3 separate regions of the Mus musculus genome follow, and all the other regions are linked to region 1. A link is a contact called in public HiChIP or PLAC-seq and promoter capture Hi-C data. All regions are on one chromosome and are shown on one strand. Each heading gives the region's core, a stretch centred on a gene start, on an enhancer-like site or on the middle of the called end of the contact. The rest is flanking DNA. Distances are from core to core; before and after follow the strand shown.

The links. HiChIP or PLAC-seq counts read pairs in DNA pulled down with a chosen protein or histone mark. Capture Hi-C pulls out chosen DNA fragments and counts their contacts.
Region 2: a contact with region 1 is called in a promoter capture Hi-C map of adipose tissue. The contact joins two enhancer-like sites. A contact is called at or near these places in 1 of 15 datasets of contacts at CTCF or cohesin (the NIH/3T3 cell line), 3 of 484 Hi-C or Micro-C datasets (the HL-1 cell line, the Patski cell line and bone marrow-derived macrophages), 3 of 115 datasets of contacts at active chromatin or transcription factors (extraembryonic endoderm stem cells, fibro-adipogenic progenitors and trophoblast stem cells) and 3 of 9 other capture datasets (adipose tissue, liver and pancreatic islet).
Region 3: a contact with region 1 is called in an H3K27ac HiChIP or PLAC-seq map of T-cell acute lymphoblastic leukemia, with 2.7 times the contacts expected there. The contact joins the promoter of 1700016D06Rik here to the enhancer-like site in region 1. A contact is called at or near these places in 4 of 39 promoter capture datasets (frontonasal cranial neural crest, hippocampal neurons, pre-B cells and 1 more) and 2 of 115 datasets of contacts at active chromatin or transcription factors (T-cell acute lymphoblastic leukemia and oligodendrocyte precursor cells).

The regions. Positions count from the first base shown.
Region 1 is chr8:11,449,643-11,454,045 of GRCm38.p6, reverse strand. Rab20 (RAB20, member RAS oncogene family) reads left to right here. Exons shown (of 2, transcript NM_011227.2): 2 at 1-656. The coding sequence ends at 49. Among named protein-coding and RNA genes, the nearest start is that of E230013L22Rik, 26 kb to the left of the region's middle. Within about 2 kb of position 1,870, at least 128 of the 459 cell types and tissues checked have an H3K27ac peak or open chromatin away from gene starts, as enhancers often do. A contact at or near this core is called in T-cell acute lymphoblastic leukemia, adipose tissue, bone marrow-derived macrophages and 1 more, where this site is marked.
Region 2 is chr8:11,247,868-11,252,318 of GRCm38.p6, reverse strand. All of the region lies in intron 2 of Col4a1 (collagen, type IV, alpha 1), which reads left to right. Among named protein-coding and RNA genes, the nearest start is that of Gm32709, 11 kb to the left of the region's middle. Within about 2 kb of position 2,383, at least 55 of the 459 cell types and tissues checked have an H3K27ac peak or open chromatin away from gene starts, as enhancers often do. A contact at or near this core is called in adipose tissue and bone marrow-derived macrophages, where this site is marked.
Region 3 is chr8:11,677,381-11,681,957 of GRCm38.p6, reverse strand. It overlaps 1700016D06Rik (RIKEN cDNA 1700016D06 gene), which reads left to right and starts at 3,209. Exons shown (of 6, transcript NM_024271.2): 1 at 3,209-3,382. The coding sequence starts at 3,289.

The sequences.
Region 1 (4,403 bases), core at 621-3,120:
AGCCAGCTGCAAAACACCCAAACAGACTAGATCCGGGTGTTGTGCCTAATGGCAGGAGGTCTGTCTTGGCATGTGTGTGTGTGAGCCACTGGGCTAAGAAGTCTCACACAGCACTGGGTACCGAGGACAATAGGCAGAGTGACCACCAGCTGCTAATACAGGCCAGAGTGCCCAGCAACCTCTGGGCATCCGGAGGTGGCACTCAAACCCCCTGTGGAGCCTGCCTGGTGCCACCTCATCTACTGCCCTATGCATCTATCTCTCATGGAGATACCACCATGGAGCCTGCAGTCTGAAGACCTGCCTTGGACTGGTCTTGACTCTGCAGTCACTACGTCCTGCACTGTGTCTGTCCTCAGAGGCCTGTGTCCACTGTGATTCATATATGGTCTTCCTGTTTGATACCTGTACCTTGATATGTTATGATAATGATACTCCACTTTTAATTTATATAAAATCAGGAATGGCTGTTTTTATACTGGGTGAGGCCAGATGGGCTATACATTATTAAAAAGGATTTGGGGAAAAGCCTTGTTCTTGGGAATGTTTGACTTTATTTGAACCACAGGAAATTCCTTAATTCTGGGAGGTGTAATGGGGGCTGTTGGTGGGGATGATGGTTACCATGAAGCTGTCATTAAATGTGTGACAGTGAATCTCTCTCTCTTGAAAGTTTTGTTCAGTCCTTATCAATGCCAAGATTTTTGTGAGTCTTTTACCAAGTTGTCTGGACCGCCTGAACTGTAGCGGTGGCTACATTCACAGCTTTGATCCTGATCTGATCTGACTCCCTACCCCCCTTTCCAAGTCAAAACCTCTTTGTGGTTTTCCTGTGGGTGGGAGGCAGCTGCTCTGCAAGAAGCTGACAGGCAAATGTGGGAGACAATAATGCCTGTGTTCTTAGAAATTCATTGAGAGCAAGCAGGCAGAAACTGGGGTTCTATGAGGCAGAGAGGCCAGCCCATTGTGGGTGGATTTTGTTAACGCTGCTGAAGGCTCATGTCTTGGTTGGCCCGGTTGCTGCAGGCCTGAGTGGCCTTTCCTGCAAAGCCTGCATCCTTCAGATCAGACACAATGTTGTACCTGCTGTGGAGAGTGGGCTAGAACATTACCGCCAAGGCTTCTGCTGCTGAAGGGCGTCCCAGAGTCCCCACATTCAGTTTCACAATAGCCTGTTAAAACCTGAAACTGAGTGAGTCTGCTTCTTTCTGAAACAGCTGGAGCACCCCAATAGAGGCAGAAGCTGTACTTCCTGTCCTCGAGATGTATCTTGGCCAGTAACACATCTGGGAAGTGTGTGACTCAACCTGGGGTTATTCTTTTGACACTTCAGAGTGAAAATGTGGTCACATGACATGGCTTTTGCTGTTCATATTTAAGGTCCTGGGTGGGCAGGTGAATTCCCAGCATCATTTCTTCATAGTATTATCTTTCTTGAGTCCTGTCTGCACTGAGTTTCTCAGCTGCTGTCTTCCTGAATGGCTGTATGGCCAGGGGCTGCTACTCAGGGACAGACTGCTACTTCCACTTCAGTGTGCTGTGTGTTTGCTACTTAGAACTAAAAGTAGCTGCTGGCTTTCACTACACTCCTGTCTATTTCTTGAATGTCACTGGCCCTGTGTGGCCTGGGTGAGGAGCAGTTCATCAAATGTAGTCTGTATCCCATCAAGTGACATGGTGTCCTAAGCCGAACCCTGGCACCCTGTCCTGAGCATTCTTCTTGGGGACTTGGTACATTATTAGCCTTGGTCTCTCCATAGGGAACCAGGTCTTTGGGTCCTATTTAAGGGGCTACAGGACTTGAGTTTCTTTAGGAAGCCACCAGTTCTGTGAGTCATCAGTGGGTGACTTGCCTTTGTGGGCAGTGTGGATCTCTACAGGATGGGGAAGATGGTCTGGGGACTTATGCCCAAACACCCTTCTTTCCTTTGTTCCAGTGTGGTAGCCCCAGGATCTGGAGCCATGGCTGCTGCTGTCAGGGACCTTAGAAGCCTGTTGGGATTGTCACTCAGGTTTGAGGAACAGCTCCAGACATTTATCACTGCCTTTGAGGAATCAAACTTGGCCATGGTGGCAGGGAAGTTTGAGGTTAGCAGTGGTAAATTCTGGCTGCTGCCTCTCTGTAGCCCCAATTTCCCTCCTGGGACCAGCTTCTTGGGTGCACACAGAAACCGTCCTGTCCTGGGCTGTTCGTTGGTTCCTGTGACCTGATGGCTCTGGGCAGGTCCCTCTCTTGGGTCAGGAATTTGAGCAGAAGTGGTGGTCTTACCTGTGCTCACAGGCTTGCTGGCACTCTTGGGAGAACAGCTCTCTCCCAGCGGTATTTGGGTATGGAGCACTGTGTGTGGCACAGGGTTAGTTCCTGGGACCAGCTTCTTAAAAAGCACAATAGTCATACCCACCCGTTCCCCAAGTATAGGAAGAGCTGCAGACTGACAGGAAGCAGCCTCAGACGAGGACCTTGTTCCCACTTTGCCCATTACATAGTCTTCCATAGGTACCTTTGAGGAACCTCTAGAGACAGGGGAGAGAGATGGTTTCTTTCCCACAGTGGAGAGAAAATAGCACTGAATATATCTTCAGTTCCTTAGTCCTGGGGGTCCCCAACTGGAGGGATGACCATAGGTCTCTGAGAAGACAGACCCAGGTTCCCGGAGACCTTAGCTGGGTGTGTGATCCCCTCTCCAGGCATTTGTGACCCTTGAAGGTACATTGGCTCCATCCAGAGTTGGGGTGGTCTGGATGGCATTTCCTATTCGTGCTTCCTGCCCTTGGCTGCTGTCCCTGTTCCTCACGCCTCTGTAGCACGCACTGCCTCTCTTCCTACATTGGTTTCTTTGGACCTGCAATGAGTTCCAGGCAGAGTATAGGGCACACCAGCACACCAAAACCCCGTGATGCTTGTCTTAGAAGTTTGTGGGCCCAGACTCTTCCTTGGCTTATTGATAGATAGGTCTGCACATGGAGCCCACTGCCCTGTTCCTCAGAGGCAGCCCTGGCTGGAAGCATGTTTGTTCTAGGATGAGGACTGGAGGCTCACAGATTGCAAAGGGCCTCTGAGGCCAATGTGTGTTGTTAGCTAGAATGAGCCTGGTGTGGTCCCCAAGCCAAGCACTCTGCTGCACCCTGCTCCTCTTAGGACTGAAGTGGAGGTTGTGCAGCTGGGGGATAATGCAGTCGATTCTGCAGGTCATAGGCTGCTCTCTAGTGGCTAGAGCTGTTTCTGTCACTGAATACCAAATGGTTCTCCATCTCCGAAGTGTCTCTCCCCTGACCTTGGACAGTTTAATAGCTCTCATTTCACATTTCACCACTCACTCGGTTTCTCCCTGTGGGGAGTCACAGAGGTCTGGATCTCTGTGGGTAGTTGAATTTGCTGACCTATTAACCCTGGTGGAGCACCTCCTGGGAGCAGTGGGGTAGGAGAGCTCAAGGGATGCCCAGGGCCCTTCAAGAATAAAATGAAGACTAAGCCATCACAAGGCAAAAGGACAATCACAGCCCACCACAGAGAGAGGCTGGGTTTGTCCCTTGGAGCATCATATGGCTCTGTGGGAATCACTGCATTGTTAGGGCTGGTTAATACCAACACAGCATTAATCTACCAGGCTGCCTCCTCCCACCCCAGCTATCCTTTGTTCTTGGACTTTAGCCATGCAAGGGTCAGAGCATTTCCTGTCAGTCCTGCACTCAGCAGAAGTTTATCTGCAGGCGGTGTTAGAGCAGGGTACGTTTGTAACCAGGGAAGACATGTGCTCTCTCCATGTCCCTGTGTGGCTTCGCGATGGGGCCTCCAGTCTGCATTCCATCCTCCCAGAAGGACACCGTGTTAGTTACTTTTCTATTGCTGTGATAAAGCAACATTGCCATGGTAACTTATAAAAGAAAGCATTTAGTTGGCTTTTATAGTTTCAGAGGATCAGAGTCCATGACAGCGGAGGGAGGGAACAGCTGAGAGCTCACATCTTCATCCACAACTGCAGAGAAAGCACCAAGAACTCTGTGAGTCTTTGGAAACCCCAAAGGTTGGCCCAGTGACACACCTCCTCCAACAAGGCCACATCCTAGGTAGCTTCCAGGGCTATCAGAGGTTGAACTATGTCCTGGCAAAGTGCCTTTCAAATGCTGAGTGGAGATGGAAGCCATCTTGGGACTAACAAATGAACCTTGGAGATGCACTTAGAGGTGCCCAGGTTCCTCACTCTGACATGTGGATTCCCAAAAAATGTCATGAGAATACAGACAGGGATCAAATCTGCCAAAACACAGAAAAGAGCAGCTTGTATCTTGATGCTAAGATAGGTGAATCTTTGGGGCTTGCCGGCCAGCCAGCCTACTTGGCAATTTTAGCCCCATGAGAGATCCTAATAAAGAGTGGTGGGTGGCACCTGAGGAATGATACA
Region 2 (4,451 bases), core at 1,134-3,633, 200 kb after region 1:
TTGCTATTTAGCTTGGGACAGAGGCATCAGCCAGGTGCTAATGGGGCCTCAAGGGCTTGTGCCAGGGACCTGGGTTGTATTCTGCCTGGGATTTTCCGTTCCTTGGGTGGGGTGTGTTGTGCTGTTGTTTATCTCAGAATCCTGTCTCTAGTGTTGATGTGTGCCAAACACTAGCTGAATAACTTCTTCAAAGAAGGTGTAGAGGGTGCATCCCAAGCTTTAATTTGTGTTGGCCATCGGATTCCCTCTATTTTCTGTGAAAACACACGGAGATCCTCTTACCCAGGTTTTGTTTCAGGTGTGAGCAAACATTTTTGCATGTGCTGTGGTTCCCTTGAAGATCCATGATCCTATTGTTTAAAATGTAAACAAAACAAAACAAAACAAAACCGTGAAAGCCTCACTGAGACAAGGGTTCCATGCTGACCCTCAAAACAGCCACAACTTATCCATTTAAAATATTTTGCTAAACTTTAGCATAATATAATACATGCTAAAATTTAAAAAGATATACTTTCAGTTCTATTTTGTACAGAAGTATGCTTTGCCTGCATGCATGTATGTACACTAAATGTGTGCCCAGCATCCACAGAAGCCAGAACAGAGCATCTAATCTCCTCAAACCCAAGTTACAGCTGGTTGTGAGCTGCCATGAACCAAACCTGTGTCTCTGCAAGAGCAGCCAGTGCTCTTCACCACTGAACCATATCTACAGCTCCCTAGATCAACACTGTAGACACAGAATTTTAATTCATCATTCAGAATAAACTCACTACATAGCCCAGGCTACCCTAAAACTAGCATCCATCCTCCTGCTTCAGCTTCCTAAGTGCTAGGATTAGAGTCACCACCCCTGGCCATCGTGATTGCTTTTGATAATAGGAGTTTTTGATGATAACTTATTTTAGGCACATTTTATGTTCCCTTTAGTTTTTGTACTTGGTAATTGTTCCTTGAATTTAGAAATTCCCTACTATTTCAACCTCGCATGTTCTAGTTGCTTCCTATTTGACTTTCTTGCTGAGACTTGAGGGAGCTGAATCTTAAGCTCTTTTTGCAGTGTTGGAAGAGGCTGGGACATGATTGGGTATTACAAAGGGACCCTTTCTTTCCACATTTTACGGGATCTTTATGTGCTTGCTGTAGATAATACGGTAAGCAAACATTTTAAGTTCCTCCAGCATGAAACTCTATTTCAAGCCTAATTTGGAATGGCTAGTGTCAGCCCCGAGATGACTCTGAGGCCTGCCTCCCTTCATCTTCATAAACAATGGCATTTTGTTCCTCTCTTCAAGTTCCAAGTTTTACTGGGGAAAATAGCCGTAATGGTGTTCCTTGTTGTATAATCTTTTTTTAAAATTTTTTTTATAGATACAGATTGAATTTTAGAAGTCCATTTATAGTTAAAATTACTTTAGGGGCTAGAGAAGATGAGTTTTTAAAAATTATTATTATTAATATTGGCACATACTTATTAGGCAAAGTGGGATAATTGACATCTGCATTTGGTGTGACAGTCAGGTCAGATCAGGATGGCCAACATCTCTGTCTCTTCAGGCATCTACTGTCTCAGTGCTGAAAACCTACAGACTCCTCTCTCTATGACTGACATAATTAATTTCTTGTAACAATGAAGCCACAAAGCGTGGTTGCATTGAATTTTTTTTGTGTAATATTTTACAAGCTTCTCTTTCTGGCTCTCCCTTCCCTTCCTCCGTTGCTGGGATGAGAATGCAGGGATCCACAAGCTAGGGAAATGGTCTGTTGCTGAGCTGAACCCTCAGATCCTTGCCTTCAGCGTTGCTGGCTCACTGTCGTGGTGAAAAGCCATGGTTGTGGTGGTCAGTTGTGACCACCCTGTCCTTGGTGCTTGTCGCACACTGTGGGAACTGGATGACAAGGGGGTCTTCCTCCCCCACTTTGTGCTTGGCCTTGAGCTTAAGGGTGGTCACAGCTGGAATGGTGCCCACTGCAGCTGCAGCATCTGGTGTGGAAACTCCTGGCTCTGACATGTCCAGCTCGCTGCTCTTCTCTCTTCCCTGGCAGAAAACTGTGAGAAGCAGGATGGAGCCATTTGGTTCCAGCGCAGTGTGCGCCATGTGCTAGCTTGTTGTATAGTTGTGTGAGCGCTTGTCCCGTCTCTCTATTCTGCTTCTGTTCTCATGGTAACATTAGAGAGGGCACTGGGTATCCGATTATGAACATGCAGTCTTTACTAGAAAAAAAAATGAGAACATTAAAAAATGAGGAATAGCAAAAGGCTTGTGAAAGGAGGCGTCACTTCCCTCAGTTACTTGATTGCAAAACTCTTGGGAGATGTGGTTGCTTAAGCCCTCCACTGACATTTGGGGAAGAATGTGTTCTTGTGGTGAAGGCTGGTCTGGGAATTCAGATTTCTTCCTTTCTGTTCCCAGGAGTGTGAGGGGTCACCAGTGACATGTGACCAGTCAGCTCAGGATGGGTGTTGAACTTTCTGGACACCATGAACATAAGAGGGTCCGATTCCCCGGCTGACATCATGCTGTGGATTCGTTTAATATGCTACTGGGAACCAGATTGCTCTAGTGACCCAGATAAAGAAGGGACCTGGGGTGGGCTGACTTCATTTCTAATTCTGCTTCAGAGCTGAGTCAGTGGAAATCTGGTAGGAATCAGGTCATCTGGCTCCCTTCCCCGCCTCGTTCATTCCATGATTAAAATGGGAAATAAAAAAACCTTATCTCTGCTGGTCTTCTGGAGATACTGCCAATATCAATTAAGGACTAAAAATACTCCGCAGACACACTAGAAAGTTCTCCGCCAATGTTCCATTTTCGAGTCCTCCCCAGCTCAGTTTGGGTTATTTGAGAATTTGCAATTCAATTTTTATTTTATTTTACTTATTTATTTTATTATTATTTTGGGGGCCATCTGTTCAGAGTTCGGTCATAGTCTCTTTTGAGTTGTCTTTTTCTACATCTGAAAACCCTTCGAGAGAGCACTTTTGCTGCTAGCAGTTCTCACAGCTCCTCGGTTCCACCACCATGACAGGCTAAGGGTGAACGTATGTTTCACTCTGCCTTTGGACAAGTCTTGGTGGGGATTTCCTTCCTCAGCGCTCACTGGGCGTCTGGGAGGAGGATCCCACATCCATATGTGTGTGCTTGAATCTGCTCCTTCCAGTTGGTTTCATTGCTGCTGGCCCAGGGGTGGAGGAATGTACTATGTCCCCTCTCCTTTTGTCTTTATAAAGACCCAGAGGATCGGTGAGACCCTGAAGCAACTGAACAGTTTGGAGGGAAGCGGGTCTTTGAACATGCTCCCTTGTCTCGTTTGATCACGTGATGGTGGAGACCTTTTAAGCACCTCATGGCGCGTGAAGTGCTACTTGAGGGGGTGGGGAGTGGCAAATAGGGTCCTAACCAGGTCATTTCCCTTTGACTTTGCACTAATGAAGCTTAGAGAAAACCCTTGAGTCTTAAGCAACCCTGCCGGCCCACTCTAGAGTCTCTCATGCTTTGAAATGAGCTTTAGCAGGTTACCTACAGAGTAAAGATAAAATGTGTTTATGGGTTTTTTTTTTGTATTGATAATCTAAATATGCCAGTCTCTAAAACATCCCTCCATCAGACCCTTAGCTCCCTTTTGCTGCTACAAGGTACTCTAATCTCTCTAGGTTCAAAGGTTGGTGTCTCCTTCCTGTGTGTTCCCACCTTACAGTTTTTTTTTTCTTTCCTGTGACACCCAGCCCTGCTCCCCAGTCTTTCTCCAGCCCGCAGTGCATAGCAGTCTGACTCCTTTTGTCTCTGCCCATATTTATTTTGCATTCATCTTTGGAAGGTCAGCCTAAGGTCCAGAGCAGCACATTTTTTTTCTCTGTCTCTCGACTTTCTCTGTTTTTTGTTCTTTCCCAGTGTATTACAGCCCTTGTCAAACATTTATGCCATGAATGATAGTTCTTATTTTAAAAATCATGTTTCTTATTTCTTTTCTGATCTGGGGCAGAGGCCACCAGTAAACTTTCATCTTTTCGTTGGAAAAAAAAAATTACTGTTGAAAAGGAGACTGATCTAAGCCCACCGTCAAGCTATTGATCATTTGTGTGCTGAGATCAGAGCTGTGTCTCTGCTTATCAGTACCTGCAAGGGTCTAAAAAGAGAGACACGGATGGGCTGCTCAGAATGTCATCTGTTGGGAGCAAAAAGGTACCAGTGGCTGGGTGAGATTATAACCAACTCAATGAATAAAACTCAAGTATTTTTTTTATTTTATAGACTTTACATATTATACAGCTCCTAGTATCTACAAGCCATTATGTCAGGTGATAAATATTAGAAATCTAACATGGAACATCTGGAGAAGGTTTCATCCTTCATTTTCATATACTCATCGTATTCTCTTACGGTGCTGGGAAGGACTTAGAAAGGTTTATACTTTAGTCCATTTCCTTTGGCAGAACAGCCAATAGAATG
Region 3 (4,577 bases), core at 1,960-4,459, 230 kb before region 1:
ATCTCAGGCTGGCCTCGGACTCACATAGATCCCATTACATCTGCCTTCCTAGTACTGGAATTAAAGGTACACAGCATGTCGCCCGGTTAGCCGCAGTTCTCTTAGGGAGGTGCACCTTTACATAACCAAGCTCACAACTGAGCTCCCACACTTATTAAGGGAGATGCCAATGCCTTGGGTTTTATTATATAGAGATTTACAGCCAACATAATGCTCTAGGAAATTTGATCTGAAGGCAACGAAGACCCATGAATGAATGAGGGCACATGCACATGCAGAAAGGTATCAGGGGTGTCCTTCCTCAGCAGACCTCTCGCCATTGATTCCCAGAAAAAGTGAGCTCCTGAGCTGTTTCTCTGTCACTGACTCCTGGCCCCTCCTGCTGGTTATACATCTCCTTTGTCCTTCTGGGATTTCTGAGCAACAACGTCTGTCTTTGGGATTGAGACGCCTGAGGAGTACACGCCCACTGTGGCTCTCTCCTGCTCTACCTTTTTTTCTCAACTACATTTCCTAATAGAAAAATATGAGGGTTCCATAACCCAGTCCTCAAGTCTTTCTCCAAAGAGTGGGTGGGAAATTGAAAGAAATCAAGTAAAATTTAAAGGACACTGGAGGTGCCCTGTGTGGTCACTTACACTCTTGAGAAGCCTTCCGACGTGTGAAGGAGATGAAAACAAACATATGGAATTACATTCTAACATGATGTGCTAGTTAGATTTAATTGTCTCAGTGAGGAACTGTCTACACTGGGCTGACCTGTGGACATGTCTATGATGTTGTCTTAAGTTAACTGATGTGGGAAGACCTGGTCAGCCCACTATGGGCAGCACCATGCCCTAGGCAGGGAATCCTGAACTGTATAAAAGAGTGGGGAAGGCAAGCTGCTCAAAGGCAAACAAACATGTATAGATCTACTTCTCTCTGCTTTGGAGTGTGTGTGTGAGGTGATAGCTGTTCTGGGGTCCTGCTTCCTTGACTTCCCTACATGATGGACTATAATCTGAAAATATGAACTGAAACAAACACTTTCCTCTCCCAAGGAAAATCAAACTACGAAACATGGTGACAAAGAAAAAGAATGCTAGGCAAAGGTCAACCAAATCGACAACACAGAACAACCATAACAGAAAAGAGGACCGACTGACGAGTCATCAGTGACAGGAAACCTAACATGCTACATAAAAGTCTAAAGATAGAAATAGTGCATAGGTGTGGAAGTGCTTACCTTTTGTTCCAGCACTCAGAGGCAGGGAAATCTCTGTGGGTTTGAGGATACCCTGATCTCTACACAAAGTCCCAGGACAGTCAGGACTACACAAGGAAACCTTTCTCAAAACACACACACACACACACACACACACACACACACACACACACACCAGAACAGAACAACACACAGAGTAACCGCTGTGGAGTGGCTGTGCTTACAGCAGGTACACAGGACTGGGACCTGGGGGAAGTTCTTGGAGCATGGGGTTTGTTTCCTGTGAGATTCTGGCTAGCCATCCTCAGAGGATGGTTAGATGGAATCTGTACCACCCTGACTTCCTGTTCTGGGGAACAGCCTTTCTTTCTGCATGTGCTCCTGTATCTGCCATGGGCCCCTTACCAGAGCGTGCACATTGCTAGCTGGGCTTACAGCATCTAAAACTTTAAGCAGAACCTCATCTCTTAGGAAAGCCTTATAATATTATTATAAGTCATAATATTATTACAAAGCAAGCAAAAACAATGAACAAAATAGCTGCTCTGGAAACTGAGTGGGTTACGTATACAAAACCACAATGACTACTACAGAAGGCAGAGTTATATCCATCAGAAAAAGGTTGGCAGACAATGAAGACCAAGAACATCAACCCAAGGAACACTGGTGTCCCTGGGTCAAGAAGCAAGCAGACATCACACACAGTCCCCACAAAAGCACAAGTAAGAAGAGCATCTGGAACTACAGTGTGGTCTGACTCCTTGGGTCATATGAAAACGTATGAGGGAAAATGCAAAGTTAAGACCTAATTAAACTGTTGACCTTCATAAGAAAGAGAACAGTTCAGACTGAGAGCCCTGTGGAGCGCAGCCACCATACAACTTCAACCTTCCTCAGCAACATGCCAGATTTTCCTGAAGATCATGAAGGAGTAACAGAAGCTGCCAGGAATTTGGTTGTTTTTATTAACCTGGAGCTTCATTACAAATGAAACATTTTCAATTTAAAGGAAAAGGAAGCCTGGTCCAAGTGTATCATCCCAACCACTGACCTGTTAGACCATAAGGTAGCAGACTCCCGCGCAAAGGATTCCTGGGTGATGACACCCATGAGGCCAGACTACAGCCAATTGGCACTGAATTAAAGAGGCATTTGGGAGAAGAAGAACACAGAAATGGGAAAGTGCTCTCAGGTCCTCATGAGAGCAGTAAAGAAGAGCAAAGGGTCCCAAAAACCCTGGTGGGCACACCTCACTGGGTCCTCGGGGTCATGGGGGGTACTGTTGGCCTTGCATCCAGAATTACGTCATGGCCCACTAGGTATGAAGCTATCTTAAGGCCGACCCACTGGCACTCTGAAGTAGATGTACCCTGTATGCCCTCTCTGGGCACTGGATCTGTCCAGGGATAGTGTGGAGCACGGCTGAGTTAACTGAAGGACCGTTTGGAAGATTTTGCATGGTACTGAGGGAGAAAACTCCAAAAGCCTTACAAGGCAGAGCTGGGGGAAGACGGTGGAGAATGTGGCCATTTGCTCTGCCTTGTGATGACCTTTCAGGGACAGAAACAACAGAAATGGATGCAAAGAGAAGAGAGGAAGGGAGGGGCTTGAGCTGCTGGAGTGTTTAGACTTTGAGCCCTGTTCTTCAGGATCCCAGAACTGCAGAGCCATGGGCCATGTTCTTCAAGGACCATCTGGATCTGCTTGTCCTGGCACACATCCTGCAGTTCATCAAGTCCTCCAGCACCCTTCCAGGACGTCCGTTCATGGAAGGAGATATGATGGGCTTTGACCTTCACATTAAGAGTATTGACTGATGCCTTACCTCAAAGGTCTTGGGATTGTAGCAGACACGGGCAGGCAGTACAAAGCAGCAGAGAGGTTCTTAGGTGCAGTCAACTCGCATCAGTCTCTCCTGAAGACCAGACAACAAGCATGGCCCTACTCACAAGGAAAAGGAACCCTGATCACTTCCTAGTGGTGATGTCACAGGTCTCGGGCATTCCACGTATCCGAGAGATCAAGGCTGGGGAAGCTGAAGACCTTCCAGGGAAGGGCCTCCTCCTTCTGCTGGAGGGACCATGACAGCGAATAGAGGAGCAATGACCTTCTTATCTGTCTTCCTGCTGTGCTGTTGGCAAGACGTACAGCCCTGGCCGAATAGAGAGCTTTCAGGTAGAGTCCCCAGGAGACTGGCAGATAGAAAACTATAGGCACGATGAATCAGGCAGGCAATGTGGTTCTCTGCTATTGTTTGAAAGGGCTCCTTTCTAAGCTATAGGTTTGGAAATAATGATACCAGTAAGAGTAAAGAGATCTTTACGGTAACTGAGCCATGGGGGCCGTGCCCAGTAACCTGGATTAAGGCCTTTATAGAAAAGGTCTGTGTAGCACTTGACTGGTTTGCCTGGCCACTTCCTGCCATTAACATGCAGCAATGGAGCGTTGTTCTGAAGGAAGGAAGCAGCCCTCACTATTCACCATGCCTGCCTAACTGTGAGGAATAAAATCTATAGACTTTGGAATGACATATCCTCAGGTCTTTTATTGTCTCTGGAGCACAAAAAGGCTAAGGCCTTCTTCCTGCCCCGAGGAACGAAAGAAAATCGAAGTTTCTGTCTATGAAGTCCTTTGAAATTCTGCAAGTCTATGGAAGAGTTGTTATACTGTGTGCTTTAATTTTCATTAACTTGGGGAAATACTCTACCTTACCTAAAAGTAAAGGAGGGTTGCCAGGAGCCTCAGGATGGGTAGCTGCTCTTGAGTTTAAATGACTGTGCACATTTTGCTAGTTGATCTTTGCTTCATCATTGAGCATCTTATGTCAATCTCCTCTGTATTTTTTTGAGACAGGGTCTCACTCAAAGTTGAACCCAGAGCTCAGTAATTGGTTAAACTATCTGGGGAGGTAGCTCCAGGATCCACCTGTCTCCATCCTCACCATGCTGGGATTACAGACTCACACTACCATGGTTCTCCTGATTGCACACAGGCACTCTGCTGACAGTCATATCCTCAGCCCCTGGAATTCTTTAAGTGATAACTTTAAAGTTATTTTTCACTGAAGTTTTCATTCTGTACATTCATCACACATAACTAATTCCGCACAACATAAAGACATTTTTGTAGCAGTGAGTGACATGTGCCAAACATGTTCCTTCCCATTTCTTTCTACCCTGCTGTCTCCGTTTTCCACAGCCCTGAAGAAACTTCATAACCCAACAACTTGTAAAAGAAAGCATTTAATTTGGTGCTCAAAGCTCCAAAGGGTTAGAGTTCATGATCATCGTGGTGGGGAGCAGGGCAGCAGTCATGCTGAAGTAGGAGCTAAGAGCTTGCTTATGTCCTTATACCCAAGTAGAATACGCAG